Regions from separate parts of the Sus scrofa genome. Here region 1 is linked to region 2. The links are chromatin contacts, called in public HiChIP or PLAC-seq maps. All regions are on one chromosome and are shown on one strand. Each heading gives the region's core, a stretch centred on a gene start, on an enhancer-like site or on the middle of the called end of the contact. The rest is flanking DNA. Distances are from core to core; before and after follow the strand shown.

The links. HiChIP or PLAC-seq counts read pairs in DNA pulled down with a chosen protein or histone mark.
Region 1: a contact with region 2 is called in an H3K27ac HiChIP or PLAC-seq map of skeletal muscle. The contact joins two enhancer-like sites. A contact is called at or near these places in 1 of 47 Hi-C or Micro-C datasets (skeletal muscle) and 1 of 2 datasets of contacts at active chromatin or transcription factors (skeletal muscle).

The regions. Positions count from the first base shown.
Region 1 is chr6:112,087,019-112,091,648 of Sscrofa11.1, reverse strand. No RefSeq gene overlaps it. Among named protein-coding and RNA genes, the nearest start is that of CHST9, 240 kb to the right of the region's middle. Within about 2 kb of position 2,963, at least 1 of the 83 cell types and tissues checked has an H3K27ac peak or open chromatin away from gene starts, as enhancers often do. A contact at or near this core is called in skeletal muscle, where this site is marked.
Region 2 is chr6:111,943,554-111,947,851 of Sscrofa11.1, reverse strand. No RefSeq gene overlaps it. Among named protein-coding and RNA genes, the nearest start is that of CHST9, 96 kb to the right of the region's middle. Within about 2 kb of position 2,386, at least 9 of the 83 cell types and tissues checked have an H3K27ac peak or open chromatin away from gene starts, as enhancers often do. A contact at or near this core is called in skeletal muscle, where this site is marked.

The DNA.
Region 1 (4,630 bases), core at 1,714-4,213, 140 kb before region 2:
CATGTTATAACTGAAGGCAAAGCACAGAGCCTGGCGTAAGAAGCTCTTCTTCAGAACATAGTAATGAGAGAATTACCACATTAATCTATGTATAAAGGCCCTTTAGAGATTTTCATGCCTCCCGTGGTTTCATTTTCCGTGGAAATGTGGAGTCAGAAGAGCTTCAAACGAAATGATTCATCGTTAAACATTTCGCTTTTCCAGGTGCTGCTCTGTCAAAATGCTGCTTCCATGGCGGCACGATGTGACACTTTGTTTCAGCTGGGTTCTCCATGGCATCCACCAGCAGAGCCACATCTTGATCTGGTGCAAGCGGAGGCGTCACTTAGCCCATAAATATATTCTAGACAAGCTGAGCCTCCTGTGTTATATAAAGGGATATCCTCCAAGTAGCAACTCCATCATCTGTCTGATAATTGTATCCAATTGATAGATTCTGGCAAATCAAAAGAGCTCTGGGTGGTGATCTTCCAGTGTTCCCCCATATGGCAGCCATCCAATCTGGACTGTCACCAGCCTGTCCAGCTTGTCTTGAAATTTCAAAAAGGGTTGGTAGAAGCTGAGACTAAAATTATTTGCATAAGAGTGTGTGTGCCCCCAAGAGTCTTGCCCTGTTTTCTCTGGTTCCAGAAATCACCCACACAGATCCTAAAGTGAGTTGCAGTGAGATGGGGACAAGTGGGTGAGGAAACAAAGCAGTGTTCATCCAGGGCACCATCTGGATTTTCGTAATCCTGACAGATGCCTCTAGGTGACCAAGGTTTCAGCAGAGAAATTCTGTTATCAAGTCAACAGCCAAAGAGGGGTTAAATGTAAGGAATATCAGAAGTTTGACAACATTTTAAAAATAAAGTCTATGTGGAAATACTTAGCAGCAGTGTTTTAGGGACACAGTACTAAGAAAGCTTTAAGCATCCTCATAAGAGGCTGGAATCAGTACCCTTAGTAACAGAAGACAGGAGACTTTATACATCAGCTACAGCCAAATGCAACCTGCAGTCCAGGCCAGTTACCAAATGGTCCTTATTGCTATTAAAATGGTCACCAGGGAGTTCAAGGACGGAGGCGTCATTTGAAATGGCCTTGGAAAATGTGTTGAAAGAATTGCCTCAAACCATTTTCCCTGGTGCTCATTCTTTGTCCCTGTGCTCTAACACACAGTACATGATAAAATATATCCTGTATATTTATAGTGTGTCCAGAAAATGCCAAAGTGCTCAGGGCTCTGGTATTGTTTTCATTAGAGATGGATAGTTTGGGGAATTGTAAATGTGCCAACTTTTCAAATTTGCCATAGATGGAAAAAAATACCAAAGATACCAGCTTTTACAAATATTTTGTACCATGTGAAGCTCTGGACCAGCTGCTTGTGACTGGAATGAACAAAGGCTCTAGTGTCAAATGCAAACAACAGCACTCCCAGCTCCTAACAGGAAAGCTGGTGGTCATGCTGGTGAAGACCCGGAAAGGAGATTATTCAGCTAAAGTCATCTTTCTTCAACCTCACCAATGCTCGTCAGTAAATCTGAGAAAGAGACTATAGATCTAAATGTTAGTCATCTATACAATTGCAGTATGGCTCATTCTCTCCATCCTAGCCCACGGTTCCCTCTTCTCATCTGTCTGCAGGTTCCAGGAGATGTTCCTTTATTGGTTTTGTCTTTGGAGCCCTTAGCACCCAATGGGCCTCAGCTTTTCTGCTGCCAAAAAGTTTCAGGCAGTGCCTGCCCTCTCCCCTGTCCTTCAATTCTTTTTTTTTCCATGTATGGCCGCACCCAGGCCAGTACTGAACCCAAGCCACAGCTGCAACCTATGCCGCAGCTGTGGCAGTGCTGGATCCTTTAACCCACTGTGTGGGGCTGAGGATCAGACACGAACCTTCTTAATGACCCAAGCTGATGCCATTGAATGCTTAACCCACTGTGCCACAACAGGAACTCCTGGCCTTTGCTTTTCACTTGAAAACCATCACATCAAATCACAAGGAGAGCGACCCACGCTCTGTGGTTTTGCACCCTCCCGCAGTTCTTCTATCAAATAGACTTTATAAGAATCCAAGCCAGTGCCTTTCAGATCTTCCCCGACTGCCTGTGAAATCAGTCTTCTAAGGCTTTCAAGCCAAAAACATAGAGTCATCATCACTTCCAGGTAAGAGGCTGGATGACTGGATAACCACACCCAAGCCTAATTTGTTAGGCAGTGATGGCAGAATACCCCCTTGTCATTTTTCTTTAAGCAGAGAACATGTAGTTATCCTTTTCTCAGCATGCAATAATAGAAGGATGATCATACCTACTTGTGGTCATGGCAGAAAAACGAGGATGGGAGAATAACGATGCCCCCTTAGTTATAATGTGGTGTTTTTATTGTCTTTGAGAAACACATATGTATCACCCAGTTTGTACCTGGTACTATGTCAGACACTGGAAGTACACAAAGGCATAAGACATACCCCCTCTTGTTCAAGGAGTATGCAGTTTAGTGGGGGAGCTAGATGCCTAAATGCAGAAGACAGGATGGTGTCCTGAGAGCTATGATGGTGGTGGCCATGCCCGGGGTGTTATGACAGGGACATACGCAAACTGGGAGCTTCAGGAAAAGTTTATGGAAGGGAAGACACCTGAGCTGAAAATTGCATAATGAACAACGTTGATCAAAGAGGGGATCTGGATCTGGGTCGAGGAGCGGTGACTGCGTGAAGAAGAAGGGATGTTAATAAAGTAAGGAGGAGAGGAATTCAAGGTCAGGGAAGCAGAAGCGAGAGAGTCGATGACAAGTTTTGGAGACAATGAATAGTTGTGCCTGGGGCCCTGTAGCATGCATTACGGTGGCTGGTAGGGACAGCGAGGATGGGAGGCCAGCGGAGCGCTGACTTGAAGGGCTCTGGATGCCTTGGTGTGAAGGGAGTTGTGGGCTGACCTGAAGGTTCTAAGGAGCCAGTGAAGAATGTTGTCTGGAGGAGAAACATGATCTTGTTTATTTCAGAAGATCATGCTGCACTTGAAATGGACTGTGGCCTAAGTGCAGCGGGACTTAGAGTTGAGTTGGGGACAAAGAGTGGAGGAAACCTTACATGACATTTAAAGACAAATATACCTTTGAGCCTCCTTTTAACTATTACTTAGTTTAGGATTTTCAAATTTGTGCATACATGTTTTTAAGAAAAATGCATCCACAGAGGCATTCATATTTTTTTTTTTTTAAATTTCCCCACAAGACAAAATTAAGCCAGGGATGGGAAAGATTTTGCCTAAGATTCTCAGTCTTAATGTGATGATGACTGCTGTGGTCCTAGAGAAATGTGCTCTGTGACCCTACCAATGAAAATGATTCACCATCTTACGTCTTCCAGGTCTAGGAGGTGCTATGAGATGTATATACACTGCATCCAGTTAAGTTAACAGATCAGATTGTATTGGCTTCTTGATCAACATGTGCCGAACTTACTGTCTAGATCTAAATTCAGATGGAAGTATTTTTCTTTATCACTTAAATCTGAGCTAACATTGGTAGCTGTGTTAAAAGAATCACGAAAGTGGGTTGTGCCTGCAAAATCAGCAAAATGACCATTTAAAAGTTCATTCAATGACCCTGGCTTTCTTAGGTGGCAAACTTGATTGATTTGTTGAGTGTTCTGAATTGGCCATAAGCACAATACTACATTACCCTTTTACATCAGGGGACTCATGGTCTAAGCTTACGGGTTTTCGTTTTTTTTTTTTTTTTTTTTTTGGACATGTTTTGATTCTTTTATTGGAAGCATGTAATTTAGTACTAGTGCCTATAACAAATGCTACTCCTCAGGTTCTTTTTTTGCCCATATCTATATTTTTAAATTTTTTAATTATAGTTTATTTACAATGTTCTGTCAATTTCTGCTGTACAGCGAAGTGACCCGGTTATATATGCATTATAGATACATATACATTCTTTTTCTCACATTATCCTCCATCATATTCCATCGCAAGTGACTAGATATAGTTTCCTGTGCTATACAGCAGGATCTCATTGCCTATCCACTCCAAATGCAGTAGTTTACATCTACCAACCCCAAACTCCCAGTCCATCCCACTCCCTGCTCCCTCATCCCCTGCCTTGGCAACCAAGCTTATAGTTATTATTTCCAGGGCTGTATCATCAAGTGCAAAGTTCAGCAATCAGTGTAAATGTGGTAGTCATAGTAGACGTCAGGTATTTTTGGTTCATCAGTACATGATTTCCTCTTTCTAATAGCCTCTCTATTTCCTTTGGGGAGCTTACCTTTCCTCCCCTATGTGTCATCTTGGAAGGCCAGTGACTGAGGTGTCCTTTCCTCTTGCTGAGGAAGCTGACAGGGCTTTGAAAGCTCTTTGTGACTGATTTCTCTCACTGCTCTGTTGGGGAAAATGGAGTAAATTTGTGACCTCATCTGAACCAGTTGATCCGCTCACCCCCAATTTTGGATCCCAGTAGAGATTCCCTGTTGGAAGGAGCATTTGGAGGAGAATGATCCCAGTGTTAAGGCTGGGTAAAACTGGGGGGCTGTTTTCACTTCAGACACCCTTTCCAGCACCCTCATTCTCATATGTGCTGAAGCAGTCATTCAGTATTCCCTTTCAATCTCAGAGCCCCCTCACACCGTTCTGGTCAT
Region 2 (4,298 bases), core at 1,137-3,636:
TATACGATGTCCCTTTAGCCACTAGTTTTGTGAACTTCATCACACCGAAGACAGCATATTTGTCAGATGTCATAAATCCAAAAAAAGACATTAGCAGTAACAAGGTGCCATCTACCAGGGCTTTCAAGAACAGCAGATTTCAATCAGGTGAGCTGGAGAGAGGGAGAAAATTGAAGGCCCATTACTGGATGTATATGAAACATCCTCTGGGAATTCTCAAACACACTTGAGGCAGGTTGATAGGAACCCAGGTGCTACTTATACAGGTAAGATTTAGGAATGACTATTAACATGGAATAAAAAACGAGGAAGAGGAGTTTCTGTTGTGGCTCATTGGTTATGAACCCAACTAGTATCCATGAGGATGAGGGTTCAATCCCTGGCCTCGTTCTGTGGGTTAAGGATTCGGTGTTGCCATGAGCTATGGTGTAGGTTGCAGACATGGCTTGGATCCTGCATGGCTGTGGCTGTGGCTGTGGCCTGCAGCTGCAGCTCCAATTCAACCCCTAGCCTGGGAACTTCCATATGTCACAGATGTAGCCCTAAAAATCAAAAAAAAAAAAAAAAAGAACTAAGAAGAGTCCGGTTAACAAATTAACTTGAAACTTGTTAACTGCAAGTTAACATGGTCACCTCTCACAGTTTTTTGGATACTAATAGAGGATAGAGGACTCCTGGGTCAGAGTTTATTACCCAAAGCAATAGTAGTAGCCAGAGTATCATCTCTCTCTCTGTCTCTCATTCCCTCCCTCTCTCCTTCCTGCTTTCTCTTGTGTGTTACCATTTATTGAACCTAAACCCCTTTATTCCCCAAGCAAAAGATCGTTCATAAACTTTGAAAATTATCTTGTGTCTAATATATGCAAATATCCAATGTTTTAACGCTGCCAAAAGAAAATACTAAAACTATGTGCATGTGAGAAAAATGACTAGATAAGTTCAAGATCATAGCAGCACACCAGTTTCCAACAGGCTCATGGTCAGACATCACCCCTGGGTTCCCTACTCCTCATGTAGACTGGACTATCCCCATGGTGCTCTGTTTGGGCACCTGCAATATCTCCAGCTCTGGTTCTTCCTCTTGCCACAGCATTTAGAGAGTCAGATCTACAGAGACTTTCAGGGAAAGATAATGCGTGTTAACTACAGTAAGTAGCAAGATATTGATAAAATAGGAAGTACTCCCTCTTTAAGAGATGTGGGTTTTTAGATCCAAACTGTTACATTTGGAGTGGATGGACAATGGGATCCTACTGTACAGCACAGGGAAATGTGGTCACTTTGTTGTACAACAGAAATTGAAGAAACGTTGTGGATTAACTATACTTTAATAAAATTTTTAAAAAGAGAGATGTTTACCTTTTACGAGCAAAGTGTCTATTTGGTATCAACCAAAGTAATGAGATATGGTTTTGATTTTTTTTTTTTTTTGGTCTTTTTAGGGCCAAACCTGCAGCATATGGAGGTTCCCAGACTAGGGGTCAAATAGGAGCTGCAGCTGCCAGCCTATGCCACAGCCACAGCAGCAAGGGATGTGAGCCACATCTGCAACCTACACCACAGATCACGGCAACACGGGATCCTTAACCAACTGTGAGAGGCTAGGGATCTAACATGCGTCCTCATGGATGCCAGTCAAATTTGTTTCCACTGAGCCACAATGGGGACTCCTAGTTTTGACATTTTAAACACCCAAAAGTAGGGTAGGTAGGTCAGTGTTTCAGCAAGGGGACCAGTGGACTAGAAATTCTATGTATGTCTTTCCTAACAGAGGCCAGCTCTGACTCTCGACCATTTCGAATGGATTCTGTTAATTTTTGCACTAAGTAGCCTGGAAAAGAAATTAGCCTTACTAAAATCAAAATACCAAACTAGATGGAATTTAATCTACCATGATAGTGAAGAGTCATAGTTAAGATTTCAGCAAACAAGTTTATTTTTTTTTATCACTCCTGGAGTGGCTTAAAAGGGTTTATGATGAGGATAGTTCAGTTCTGTCCATTTTGTTGGTATGTTTCAAAGTACAATGGCTTAAGAAAATTGCTTTTTTCCCCTTCCCTTCAGGCTTATGTCCTCTGTCCATGGTTTGAAGAAAGACTTCCTTTTTTGGATTTGTTCAGAATTATATTCAGAATAGAGGAACAAACCAGCTGGATTCCCTTTGTATGTCAGAGGTTTACAATCTGAAATGGCAGCATCTAAATGAGACTGTGATATGCACATTGTTCTCAGATAGCTCCCTAGATCCATTTGGAACGTTTTTAATAGGACCCTTTTTTTTCCTGACAGTCGGCCTTCAACAAAGTCAGGATTCACTCACTCCACAGGGGTTTGCATGGCTTTAGGCCATGGATCTAGCTCCTAGGAACATTTCCAATATGACTCATGGTGTTTACTTATGCAGCTGTCGTAAATGGGTGAGTCCTTTCTCTAGGGTCTCATAGAACTCCCATCAGTGTCAATGGGGTTGAAGCTTGTATCCCAAGGGGACCTAAAATTTGGCAACAGCAAGAGGACATTTTGGTTTTCTGTGCTTTGATTTAGGCTTCCTGTGGTGACTTTGATTCCTCTGACAGAATTCCTTTTCTTCGCATTTGTTATGTTTACAGAAAAGTTACTCTGAAGAATGTAAGGCAAGCTGGAGTTTCTCTCTCTGTCTCTCTCTCTGTGTCTCTGTGTTTCTGTCTGTCTCTCTGTGCCTCTGTCTCTTTGTCAGATCACTGCATTTTTATGTGAGATAATTTCCTTCTTGTTTCCTTCGCATTGCTATTTGGGTCAGTATCTCTACTCTTTCTTATTTCTGATTCTCATTCTAGATTCTTACTCCTAGAGAAAAGTGATCTTCATTTTATTCCTTCAAATTTATTTTATAATGACTCAATTCTGTTGGCGTAATGCAGAATTCTTGACTTAACTGCTTTAGGGAGGCAACATATTTTGCTTATTTTTTATTGTAGTAGATGTGCAATATTATGTAAATTACAGGTGTACAATATAATGATTCACAATTTTTAAAGGTTAGACTCCATTTATAGTTATTATTAATTACTGGCTATATTCCCTGTGTTGTACAGTATATCTTTGTAGCTTATTTTATACATAATAATTTGTACTGCTTAATCCCCTACTCCTATATTTCCCTCTCCCCCTTTCCTTTCCCCTCTGTAACCACTAGTTTGCTCTCTATATCTGAGTCTGCTTCTTTTTTGTTATATTCACTGCTTGATGTCGTTTTTCTTTTTCTTAGGGCCACACCCATGGCATATGGAAGTTCCCAGTCTAGGGGTCAAATTGGAGCTGTAGCTGCTGGCCTACACCACAGCCATAGCAACACCAAATCCAAGCTGTGTCTGTGACCTACACCACAGCTCACAGCAATGCCAGATCCTTAACCTGCTGAGCAAGGCCAGGGATTGAACCCATGTCCTCATGGATACTTGTTGGGTTCCTTACCATTGAGCCACCTCAGGAACTCCCTGTTTGTTGTATTTTTCAGATTCCACATATAAATGATATCGTATAGTATTTGTCTTTCTTTCTCTGACTTTTTCACCTAGCGTAACCAAGTTAATCCATGTAGTTGCAAATGGCAAAATTTCATTCTTTTTTTATGGCTTAGTAGAATTTCATTGTATGTATATGTACATACAATGGACCTGTACAAACAATGGACACTTAGGTTGTAGGGAGGCAGTACATTTTTTGTGAGGGAGGCAGTAGATTTTGTCTTGTTTACATAAGCCTCAAAACTATCAGTTAAATGTTTAGAGAACCTGTATCTCAATATTACAAAAAACTAAAAAATTTTGCCTGAACTCAAAAGTTAAATTCTGTGATTTTGACATCATTAGATTCTCATATCTTAGGAAGCTACAAGTTTACATTTGAAGCGTAGCCAAATTATAAATTCTTCCCTCTGTCAAGTCCCTTAGCTTTTTACTTAAGACATTAAAGTTACTAGATCAAGGCTTCTAGTCTAAATTCTATGGAATATACATTCATGGATGCATTTCAAAGGATTGACAGAATCTAATGAACTTGTTTACTTACTTTTATTTATGTACATTTTTCTACGAAGAGGGTTAAAATCTTTCAAAAGGATTTATTACTTTAAAAAATTATTAATCATATCATTAGAATTGTATTCCTAGTTTCTCCTGGGGCTAGCCTTAATTCCAACTTTCCTGAAAAATGGATAACATCTAATGAGATCGGTGAGTCTTTAAAGGGTCTCTTCATCTCACCTCATGCTTTTGCCTCCAGATTAACTACTTCTACACTTCTTAGCAGAGACCCAC